3 separate regions of the Mus musculus genome follow, and all the other regions are linked to region 2. A link is a contact called in public HiCAR-type data. All regions are on one chromosome and are shown on one strand. The core of a region is the stretch at or near the end of the contact, and the rest is flanking DNA. Distances in the headings are between cores, read along the strand shown.

Region 1 (3,379 bases), core at 334-2,833, 520 kb before region 2:
TCGCCCCTGCCTCTGCTGTGCTCTGAGTTAACTTCTTCATCTTCCTGCATGGCTTTGATGGTAAATGAAGGAAATGCTTAAGCAACCATGAATATTAAGAACTATAGACAAGGGCCTTCTGTACAATGTGCTGTGTATTTTCTACATGGAAAAGGGCTAAAGAAGTTTGGTCTAGCATTTAAGCCACAGTTCAAACCAGGCTGCTATAGGAAACTGTACTTGCTATAAGAAAAGATGGAGAGAAGAGCTTGTGACTAAGCAAACACCCAGGGAGGCTCTGCCTGAGGAGTAGTGTTCATGTTTCTCACCTTACATTCATCCAGCTCTTGAAAAATGTGACATGATTCAACCACCAACCAAAAGCTACAGCTTATTTCATATATCTGAAACTCTCAGCCTGTAGAAATGTGTATGTGCTGAGGAGGGGGTTGGGATATGAAGGAAAGGGGGATCCTGAGAAAATGATTGAGAATTTAGGAAATTCATAACTATATAAAGATATTTGTTTTGGGTTTTAAGAAGATTCTAATCCCTATCTGACACAGGGTCCAAGAAAATGGAAACCACTTGAAACAGAGTGTTGCTTGAGGGAAGATGTTTTTACTCTTCTCTGTCACCAGTACACACTGCTAATCGACAAACATTGGTTTGAACATTGAAGGGGAAAACCACTTCCCAGTCATCTGAAGCTCAGGCTTTTAAACAAAGGAGGACTCTTCACTGGAGTTCATTTCTAACCCTCAGCTACAGTTAAATGCAACCATTTTGGAAGAGCCTTTCAAAGTCTATTGATGGTCAAATTGCACTATTGATTTGTACAAACTGCAGACTCTGAGCCTCCCATTCAAATCCCCTTTAGCTGGTCTTGAATGGCTGTGTTTTCTTTTATTCTTGGTGTCTGACTTTTCATACTTCTCTTTGCTACATTGTGTTTTTTGTTTATTTTTTGCATTCCACTGTCACCAGGAACATGATAAATATCAGAAAGCTCCTAATTTGAGCCCAAGGATAAGTCAGAAATAATATTCAAGGGTGAAGTCAACATATCATAATGGAACAGAAACTTGCAGGGTGATCTACCAGCCAATCAGGAGGAGGGTCCTCGGTGGGAATACACTCTCCAGAAATAAGCTTAAAAAAGAATGCACAGATACATAATCTCTGTTGTGTCTTATAGACACCCCAGAAACAAGGCTTTACATTGACCTGAAGGAAGAGCCCCCTCTCTCCCACTGAACACCGCTCCAATTTGCTAACCACAAGAGAAAACTAGAGAGAAAACCAAGAAGTAGTCCTTTTGCAAGGTGATAACTTGAAAGACAGGCAGTCAGCTGTACTAGGGACTTTCAGAAATAAGGAGTGGGGATTGGGAAGCCTCCATCAACAGTGTTGTCTAACACCATCCGTTGGCGTCCCCAGCGAGCTCTAGAGAAATGCCAGGGGACTGGTCTCAACAGGACTGGTGATACAGGCACACCGAAGGATATGGCTGCTTGTGTTTTCAGTCGCAGTACTCCCTCACAGAGTCCGAACTCCAGTTTCCCATCTCCTGCCCTGCTGTCCTTTCTTCCTCTCTATTGGATTCATTATGATTCTGTTGTTGGAAGTAGCGGGCCAGCATTCACTGGCCAAGAATCCAAGGCACATTGGCTACATTTTCTCCTTGCCAAATGGACAACCTCTGATTCAAAGAATGAAGAAACCCCCACATTTTCAGCCCTTTGAAGCTGTTGTTCAGACAAAAGAGGGCTCCATCTCATTTCTATTCCTTCAGCTACAGTTAAATGTAGCCATTTTTGAAGGGCTAGTGATGGCCAAATTGCACAATTGATTGATACCAACCGCAAACTCAGAACCTCATCCAAATCCCTTTAATTGGTCTTCAATGATACTCCTTTTTAAAATTATTTGGGCAGGAAAGGAAAGAAATGTGCCAAAGACAACTTACACAAAGAAAATTAACACCCTGTCTTTGTTCCATTTTCTCTGGCACAGATACGGACTTCCAAGTTATTATTTTTTTTTCTCCTTGAGGAGAAGTTGTAAGAATGTGAACAGCAGTTGGGACTTTTCTTGTTCAGTTACCATAATTAGAAAAATAGACTAAAATTATGCAGAAGCAGATTGAGGGGGAAAGACAGCCTGGCTTTCATATGAAATAGTGAATTCTTTTTTTAAATTCAAAGATGCTTCTCCCTCCGTATATGTCTTTCATCTCAGAGCAGTTCGTGCACTGCTTTTAAGTCTCAGGTTTAACAGCTACTGCCTCCTTCAAAGAACTGGAGGCATTGATTGGAAGTGTGTCCACGCCATTGTGGCTGTTTACTAAGAGGGTGTTCTGGAGCTGCAGATATGGCTCAGTCAGTAAACCACTTGCCATGAGTCCATTAGAACCTGATTGTGACATGTCCCCCTGGAACCCATGGTGCTATATCAAGTCTATGGCCACAATCACAGCTCTGTGGAAGTGGAGATTGGAAGAGCCATGTGGCCTGCTAGCTAGTCAGCCTATTTGAATCAGTAAGGTCCAGGTTCAGGGTGAGATTGTGTCAGACTTTAAAGTAAAGAACAACTGAAGAAGATACTAACTGGTGTTAACCTTGGGCCTCCACATGTAACACACACACACACACACACACACACACACACACACACACACACAAACACAAACACATACAAACACATACACACACACACAAACACACACCACACACACACACACACACACACACATACACACACATACACACACACACACACACACACACACACACACACACACACACACACACACGTGTTCACAGGTATACAAATGGGGCCTATGAGCTCTGATACCCAGCCTCCTACTAAAATGAAAGACTACACAAAGACAAAAGGGAATTTATTGTGCTCTGGTTTTCATACATGTTCCTTCTACTCTTCTCAACACTGTAACCTGGGCTCTAATACCCCCTCGAGAGAGGTCCAATACTTAATTATCCTGGTTCCCCTGTCATCCAAGAGCTCCTCTTTGAATCTCCATAGCATTTCTGCCCATCTCTCATTGGTTTCTCATTACTTGTCCTTGTCCTTTCTTCTTTATGCTCTCAGCCAGCCCACATTGAAGGTCCCTGGATGGAATACTGTCTTGGACAGTGCTCTGCTCCCCTTTGGTACTCAGTACGAGACTGGGTACAATGAGTAATACATAGATTTTCCTTTCTTGTCCTTACATATCTCTAAGCCTGAGTTCTACCAGCAGTGTTCCTCTCTACCAATCACTACAAGTACAGCCCTCTGTGGCCACAGACCTGGGAACCTGCACACTCATCCCCTTGTTGGATGACTCCCACCATGACCCAAGTCTTCCTTCAAACAATGCTTGTTGGGCAGACAGCCT
Region 2 (3,473 bases), core at 50-2,549:
GCTTGCCCAAGATGAGATCTTTAACTGAAATTATAACTGTTAAACCAGTATCTTTAGCTACAGAAATTTTAAATAACATCTAAACTTATTTTAAATTTCTAGAGGAAGGTTTGATAATTGCTGATAGAAAGCTGGACTCCAACTACTATTAATACTATTTACTTACAATAAGACTCAACTGCCCATTCCACATGAATCTTGTCTCCATTTTCTGTTCAGTACATCTGCTCTCAAGATGAGAAGATATATGTTTACATCACTTCAATAAAACAAGAAGTGCTACAGTGGTCCCAAAGGGACTATCAAAACTGTTCATCTTGGCTCTTGTTAACAGTCCTCTACAAAATACACTGTTTTTTTGTTTTGTTTTGTTTTTACAAAACCTAGGTACTATAACACCCTCAAAACCAGGTGGGATGGTGGAATTGAAGGTATGATCGCCAAGTCCACAGAAGAAAACAGGCGTCTATTTTATCGTTCTCTAGGAATTAATGTGCTCCTTTGTAAAGCAGCTTGTCTATAAAGTCCTAGTCAGCCGTACCCTTGTCTTTGATTTCAGCAACCCTAACGTATTGCCATGTTTTATTTACCTCCTAGGAATGGCAATTAGTTTGAACCTCAAAACATGTCTTCTGAGCAGAGAAGCAAGTCTCCTCGGTTAGGAGCAACAAAATCAAGTTGGCAGCGGAGACCATTTGCACAAAATCTAATACGAATCCTATTTCACTCCTTTTTCTGCGCCACCTTAATAATGACAGCAAAAGCAGAAGGGTGAAATGTTATTTACAGCTTGGGCCGGGAGAAGCTGCTTAGGCAATTGCTAGGCTGAGCGCGGTGTCGCCGCCATGCAAGCAGGTCACACACCGCTCACCTTCACAGTCAGCCCTCGGCCCCACACCGGCCTCCAGGCCCTGCGCCAGCACAGGGTTCGAGATACAAAACCCGGCGCAAAAGGTCACCAGAGCAGTTGGACTGATGCACCGCATGCTGAGCCTGGGACCCGGAACTACCCACACCTTCCTTACTGTAGTGGGGGCTGCCTCGTGAAGCCGGAAAGAGGCAGGAAACAAGTGACGCAATCTCACCAGGCGTTCCCATTGGCTCTGATGAACGGCGCTCAGGAGAGGGAGGAGCTAATGACCCTCTTCCGGGCCTTTCCGGCTTGAGCTTGAGCAGACCGGCGTTTACGCCGGGCTCCCAAGGAGCGCGGAGTGATGCGCTAAAACTATTGGCTAACCGTTCTGATGAAAGGCGGCATCCTTATGTTGATTGGCTGCGACTTGGGAGGCCGGCGCAGCAGACCGGACGCAGTAGGCGGGCGGGAACGTGAAGTCTCCGCAGTGCCTGATGGGCTTGTTCCGAGGAAGCTAGCTGAAGCTGCTGAAGGGTCCTTCGTTGAGCTGCCGTGGTCTCCGCCGCCTTATGGCGGCGATCGGCGTGCACCTGGGCTGCACATCAGCCTGTGTGGCTGTCTACAAGGTGAGCCTGGGAAGCTGTCTCCGGGTTCCGTGGCGGCCACCCTGTTTTCTGGGCTCCGGGTCATCGGCCCGGGAACCGTGCGTGCAAGCAAGTGGCAATGTTGCGGGTTCTCGGCTCTCCCTCCAAGGCCAAGCACGCTGTGTGGAGGGTGGATACAGAGAGCCGGATCTTGGATACTCCAGGGTATCCTGGACGTCTTGGCTGTTTGAGGAGTTTTAGGGACGAAAAGGCCTCAAGCATGCAGGGTGCACTTAGGAGACCGGGCCATAGGATGCCCAGAAGAGTTCAAAAGACGTCAGGGCTCCAGGATGCCTGGAGTCCTCGGGGCGGGGGACATCGTTCTTGTAAAGACGCCTAGAACAAACCTGGATGTCAGGACCCCCTGGATGCTAGAGAAGTCCTAGTGACAACTGACCGCAGAGTCCCTAAGAGGTCACGGTGACGTCACTGGTTCGGGGTTCCCGGAGGTGGGAGGTATTTGAATTTCTGAGCAACCAGAGCACTGTGTAACTGCCCTCGAGAGAAGGGTTCCTAGTTAAGAACTGACTCTTGCTGTACACACTTGATTCTAGAACTGAGAACTTAACAAGGAACTATAGCTTTTTCCTCCTCAATATCGATGGAGAAGGAACAATGTTAAGGAATTTAACCGATGCTATCTTCGGTTTTAAGTCTCATTCGATTTATCAGGAAAGTCCCAGGGGAGTAGCTACTTCGTTTGTAGGGAAGCAGGTGGAAAAGCTGTATTTGTGGGAGAGTCGTGTAATCATGCTTGCTAGGTATAGAATGTTGTATACATTTGATCCAGCTTACTGCACAGATCTAAACGGGAAAATGCATGGGCTAGAAGAAGCCTTTTATTAAACTATAAGAAACAAATAGTGGCAGTTAAAAGACCAGTTTATGAGGGACAATCTAAGAAAGAGAGACACTGCCAACCTAGTAAGGTTTTGCAAGGTGGAGTAGTCTGAGGACTGAACTCGGGTAGCCTTGTGCTTTTATTGATTGTTACGAAAAAAAGGCCTTTTGGCAAGTCAATTACTGAATACCAGAATGTCTTCTCTGATCTCGTTGTCTGAAGGACCCATTGCCTAAGCAATTATCAACCATTGCAAAAATTCCTGGTTTGCCAAGAATGTCTTGCTACTGAGGTTATGCAATTCCTCAGTTTGAAATTCCCAAAGGAAGAGCAACCCCATAAGTCCCATCACTGATTATTTACAGAAGATGACTTTAAGGCCTGAATGGGTGTCACTCAGGCACCTGAGTGAATGCCAGATACAATGGCATTTCTAAAATTCCATTACAATCTGCAGGTATATTCAATGAGATTGTGCATTCCAGTGTGAGAGAACTAACCCTCTCACATCTTTCCTTAGGATGGCCGGGCCGATGTGGTTGCAAATGATGCAGGGGATAGAGTCACACCAGCCATTGTTGCTTACTCGGAACGTGAACAGGTACGGTCGAGTACTCTCATCGGTGGTTCTTGAAAATAATGCAGAGTCTTGTTGTTAATGTGCAGTTCTTTTTCAGGTGGTTGGACTGGCAGCAAAACAAAGTAGAATAAGACATGTTTCAAGCACAGTAGTGAAAGTGAAACAGATCCTTGGCAGAAGGTATGGCATAAAGTACTTTAAGGTATGGTAGCCAAACATTCAAACCATGCTTGCACATTCTGGGCAGAATGCTAAGGAAACGAGAGACACTCCAGACTGTTTAATGGCGGTTACTTTAGGGAGAGCCCCAGGGGGGTTGTTCAGAAGTTTGCTTCTTGCTGACAGGTCTCATAGTATTAGTGAATGCCAGCACTCACTTCTAGTCATTTATGCCAGTCACAAGTGGTTCTTTGGCCTTTTGCATTCTTGTATCTCCTTGAACTGAGTGAACTAGAATTATTTTGTTGGAATTGGATGATTTCTCTGCATGGTGGTTGAGTTTTGTAAAATCTCTTATCACTGGTCATAATTTCTTCAGCTACTATTGATTTTCCT
Region 3 (2,980 bases), core at 406-2,905, 930 kb before region 2:
GCAAGTGGCAATATGTAACAGTTACAGAGGGTCACAGGGTCAAGTTTTCAGCCATCCCACTGTATGCTGGAACCTGTCAGTCCGAATGGGAACCTTTCAGGCTTTTACCCACTGGCACAATGCTGTCACCCGAGGTCCATCTCATCTCTCCATTCTGACCAATAGGTTCCCAGGTACTCTACCTCTGACAGCCACCCTTGCATCCAGTAAGAAATGAGAAGGTGGGTGAAGGTGGTGGTGGATCATTGTACTCCACTACTGGGGATGCAGAGATAGACAGATCTCTGGGTTTTACTCAGCAGCCAATCTAGCTTATTTGGTGAAGTCTAAACCAGCCAGGGACCCTGTCTCAAAACTACAATGTGGATAGCAACTGAGGAATGATATCTAAGGTTGTCTGCCATATACATGTACACACATGCAGACACTAACACACACACACACACACACACACACACACACACACACACACACACACACACACACACACAGTGGTGGGAAGGAGGGAGGGAGAGGGAAGAAGACAGTTTTATACACCTGTAATCCCAGCACAAAGCAGGGTAGGCAGGAGAATTATAATTTTGTGGCCAGATGGAACTACACCATGAGGCCCTATCTCAAAATCTGAACTATATTCCTTTTGTATAATATGCACATGTCCATTTGCAGAACCACAGAGGATCCCATGTCTACTATTCCAACCCGAGTGTTCTCCTTTCTGTTTCCCCTCTCCTACTGCGTCATAGCAGTTGAGAATCTCTTGGTCTCCATGAGAACTTGGCCAGGGAACATTTTGCAAAAGATGGAAAGATACAGTAGTCTGAAAACTTCTGTGAAAGACAGGGCAGGGCTTTTCTATTCTTACTTGGGAAAGCACTCTGAGCTATAACACACCATGCATGGGTGGCTGACTTAAAAATCTTATCTCTTTGCTGTTTCCCTTCTTGGTTCAGTGCTTCTACTTTTAGAAATTCGTCTCTATATATCTGACTGGATTGACATTTCACTCTTTAGACTGCATGCTCTTGGGAGATGGGGACAATGACCGTTTTCCTTTAGTCTAGGGTCTAATGTACTGGCTATAACCACAACATTGAAGAAAAGGCATCTTATGATGACTAGTGTAACTTCAGGGCTGGGTGGGCCTAGAAGAATCAGCCTTTCTGCAGGCACTTTTGGGAGGTCACCACTTATTTAGTAACACATCTGGATGTAAGACTAGGGAAGCTGTTTGTGAGGAAATAACTTTTGAATGAGCTTCTTCAGTGGTACAGCTCAGCCACTGGGATCCCTGCCACAGGCAGAGAGCCTGCCAAAGGGAACTCCTCGTGTAGTTGTAAAGTTCTTGGGGTTTGGTGGTGGCGCAGGCAATTTGGCCTCAGATGCCGTTAGCATCCTGGTCTTTTTGTTCTGTGAGCTCCCAGCAGCCTGAGGGCTTAGTCTTATGGGGTTTTCTGGATTTCCACACAGTTATGTCAGAGTGTACATAAAGGTTCTTTAAGTCGCAGGCATACAGACTTGCTGTGTGTGGCCACAGAGGAGCAGGGACACCTGGGAGTCCTTAGCCACAACTTACGGTGGCTACGACAGAGTGCTAGAGTGGGTGATACAAGCTTAACTCAGAGTGATGACTCAAGTCTGAGCTGGCTAGGGCTGAACCCAGCTGATGCTTGGCTTGCTCTGTGGACTTGCCAAGTGTCTCAGAGCTGGAACAAGAGAAGCCCATGACTGGGAAATACTGACTTTCAGACAGAGAAACGGATGGCTCATTCCAGACAGCAAGCCACTGTGTCCTTATAAAAATGGTGCGGTGAGGCTGCGGCACTGCCAGGGGCAGGCTAGCAGGCAGCGTCCCTGCTGTTCCCTGGCTTCCCAGCAGCTTTTGTACATGTGATTACTGCTTGTTCTTTTCCTTACATATCAAAAAACAAAGTAGATTCTAAGACTTGAGAAGATTATGTACCCAGGGTCATGGTTTTGGGTTGAATTGCCCCTCTCTAAACTTATTGTTTCTTAAAAATAGTTTCATTTTTAAGTTGTGTGTATGTCTCAGTGTATGGACATGTGAGTACAGGTGCCTAAAGAGGGCAGAAGAGGGCACTGCATCCCTTGGAGCTGGAGCCACATGTGGTTGTAAGAGTCTCATATGGTACTTGAGACTGAACCTGGGTCCTCTCCTACAGCAGTGCTCTTCACACCGGAGTCATTTCTCCACCCCCTCAAATCCACTGTTAACATCCAAATCATGGAGTCTTAGAAAGTAGCTGGATTCTGAAATGACCTTTGAAGAGGTGACTAAATGAAGTTATAGGGGCAGAGTCTCCATTCAACAGGATCAGTGTCAAGAAAGGAGGAGGAGGAAGAAAAAGGAAAAAGTAGAAGAAAGGAGGAGGAGGAGAAGGGGCAGGAGGAAGAAGAAGAGGAAGAAGGAAAGGAGAAGAAAAAGGAGGAGAAAGAAAAAGAAGACCATGAAGAGGAGGCAAGGAGGAGGGGAGGGATGGAGGAGGAGGAGGGAGGAGGATATAAAGCCAAGGCCACATGAAGACAGAAGGAATGCAGCCAGCTGCAAGCCAGAGAGACGGCTCTGGAAAGATAACCCTGCTTACATCCGCTCTTGGACTTCTATCATCTAGGCCTGTGAGACATGCATTTCTGACTTTAATCCCTCCACCTAGCCTGTGGCCTTTTATTGCAGTACCCACTGTGGCTGATATAGTAGCATTTAAAATTTGGACTAACATCGAAGTCCATGCTTGGAAGCTGAGACTCTAAACATTAACTTTGATCTTATTTCAACAAGTGTAACCAAAGTTTGAGATCTGGGTGCCTGACCCTTTAGCCATTGCGTCTGTTTGTTTGTTTTTGCAATATTTGGGAGCCCGGGACCTCAAGCATGGTAGACAAGAATGCTACCACAGAACTACGCTGCAGCCATAGCTGTCCCTTTAGATTTAAGAATCTGACTGCTGTTGTCTCTGGT

The links. HiCAR-type assays count read pairs that join an accessible place to other places.
Region 1: a HiCAR-type map of astrocytes shows a contact between it and region 2, with 2.1 times the contacts expected there. The contact joins the enhancer-like site here to the promoter of Hspa14 in region 2. A contact is called at or near these places in 10 of 39 promoter capture datasets (the 3T3-L1 cell line, the HPC-7 cell line, HPC-7-derived erythroid cells and 6 more) and 1 of 115 datasets of contacts at active chromatin or transcription factors (astrocytes).
Region 3: a contact with region 2 is called in a HiCAR-type map of astrocytes, with 3 times the contacts expected there. The contact joins the enhancer-like site here to the promoter of Hspa14 in region 2. A contact is called at or near these places in 4 of 39 promoter capture datasets (embryonic stem cells, hippocampal neurons and liver), 1 of 484 Hi-C or Micro-C datasets (bone marrow-derived macrophages) and 3 of 115 datasets of contacts at active chromatin or transcription factors (astrocytes, forebrain and large pre-B cells).

The regions. Positions count from the first base shown.
Region 1 is chr2:4,035,140-4,038,518 of GRCm38.p6, reverse strand. It overlaps a transcript of Frmd4a not described here. Among named protein-coding and RNA genes, the nearest start is that of Gm52545, 4.9 kb to the right of the region's middle. Within about 2 kb of position 1,583, at least 17 of the 459 cell types and tissues checked have an H3K27ac peak or open chromatin away from gene starts, as enhancers often do. A contact at or near this core is called in astrocytes, where this site is marked.
Region 2 is chr2:3,510,640-3,514,112 of GRCm38.p6, reverse strand. Hspa14 (heat shock protein 14) reads left to right here and starts at 1,299. Exons shown (of 14, transcript NM_015765.2): 1 at 1,299-1,479; 2 at 2,859-2,939; 3 at 3,016-3,098. The coding sequence starts at 1,423. It overlaps Cdnf (cerebral dopamine neurotrophic factor), which reads right to left and starts at 1,048. Exons shown (of 4, transcript NM_177647.4): 1 at 872-1,048. The coding sequence starts at 986.
Region 3 is chr2:4,444,521-4,447,500 of GRCm38.p6, reverse strand. All of the region lies in intron 2 of Frmd4a (FERM domain containing 4A), which reads right to left. Among named protein-coding and RNA genes, the nearest start is that of Gm23691, 65 kb to the right of the region's middle. Within about 2 kb of position 1,655, at least 112 of the 459 cell types and tissues checked have an H3K27ac peak or open chromatin away from gene starts, as enhancers often do. A contact at or near this core is called in astrocytes and liver, where this site is marked.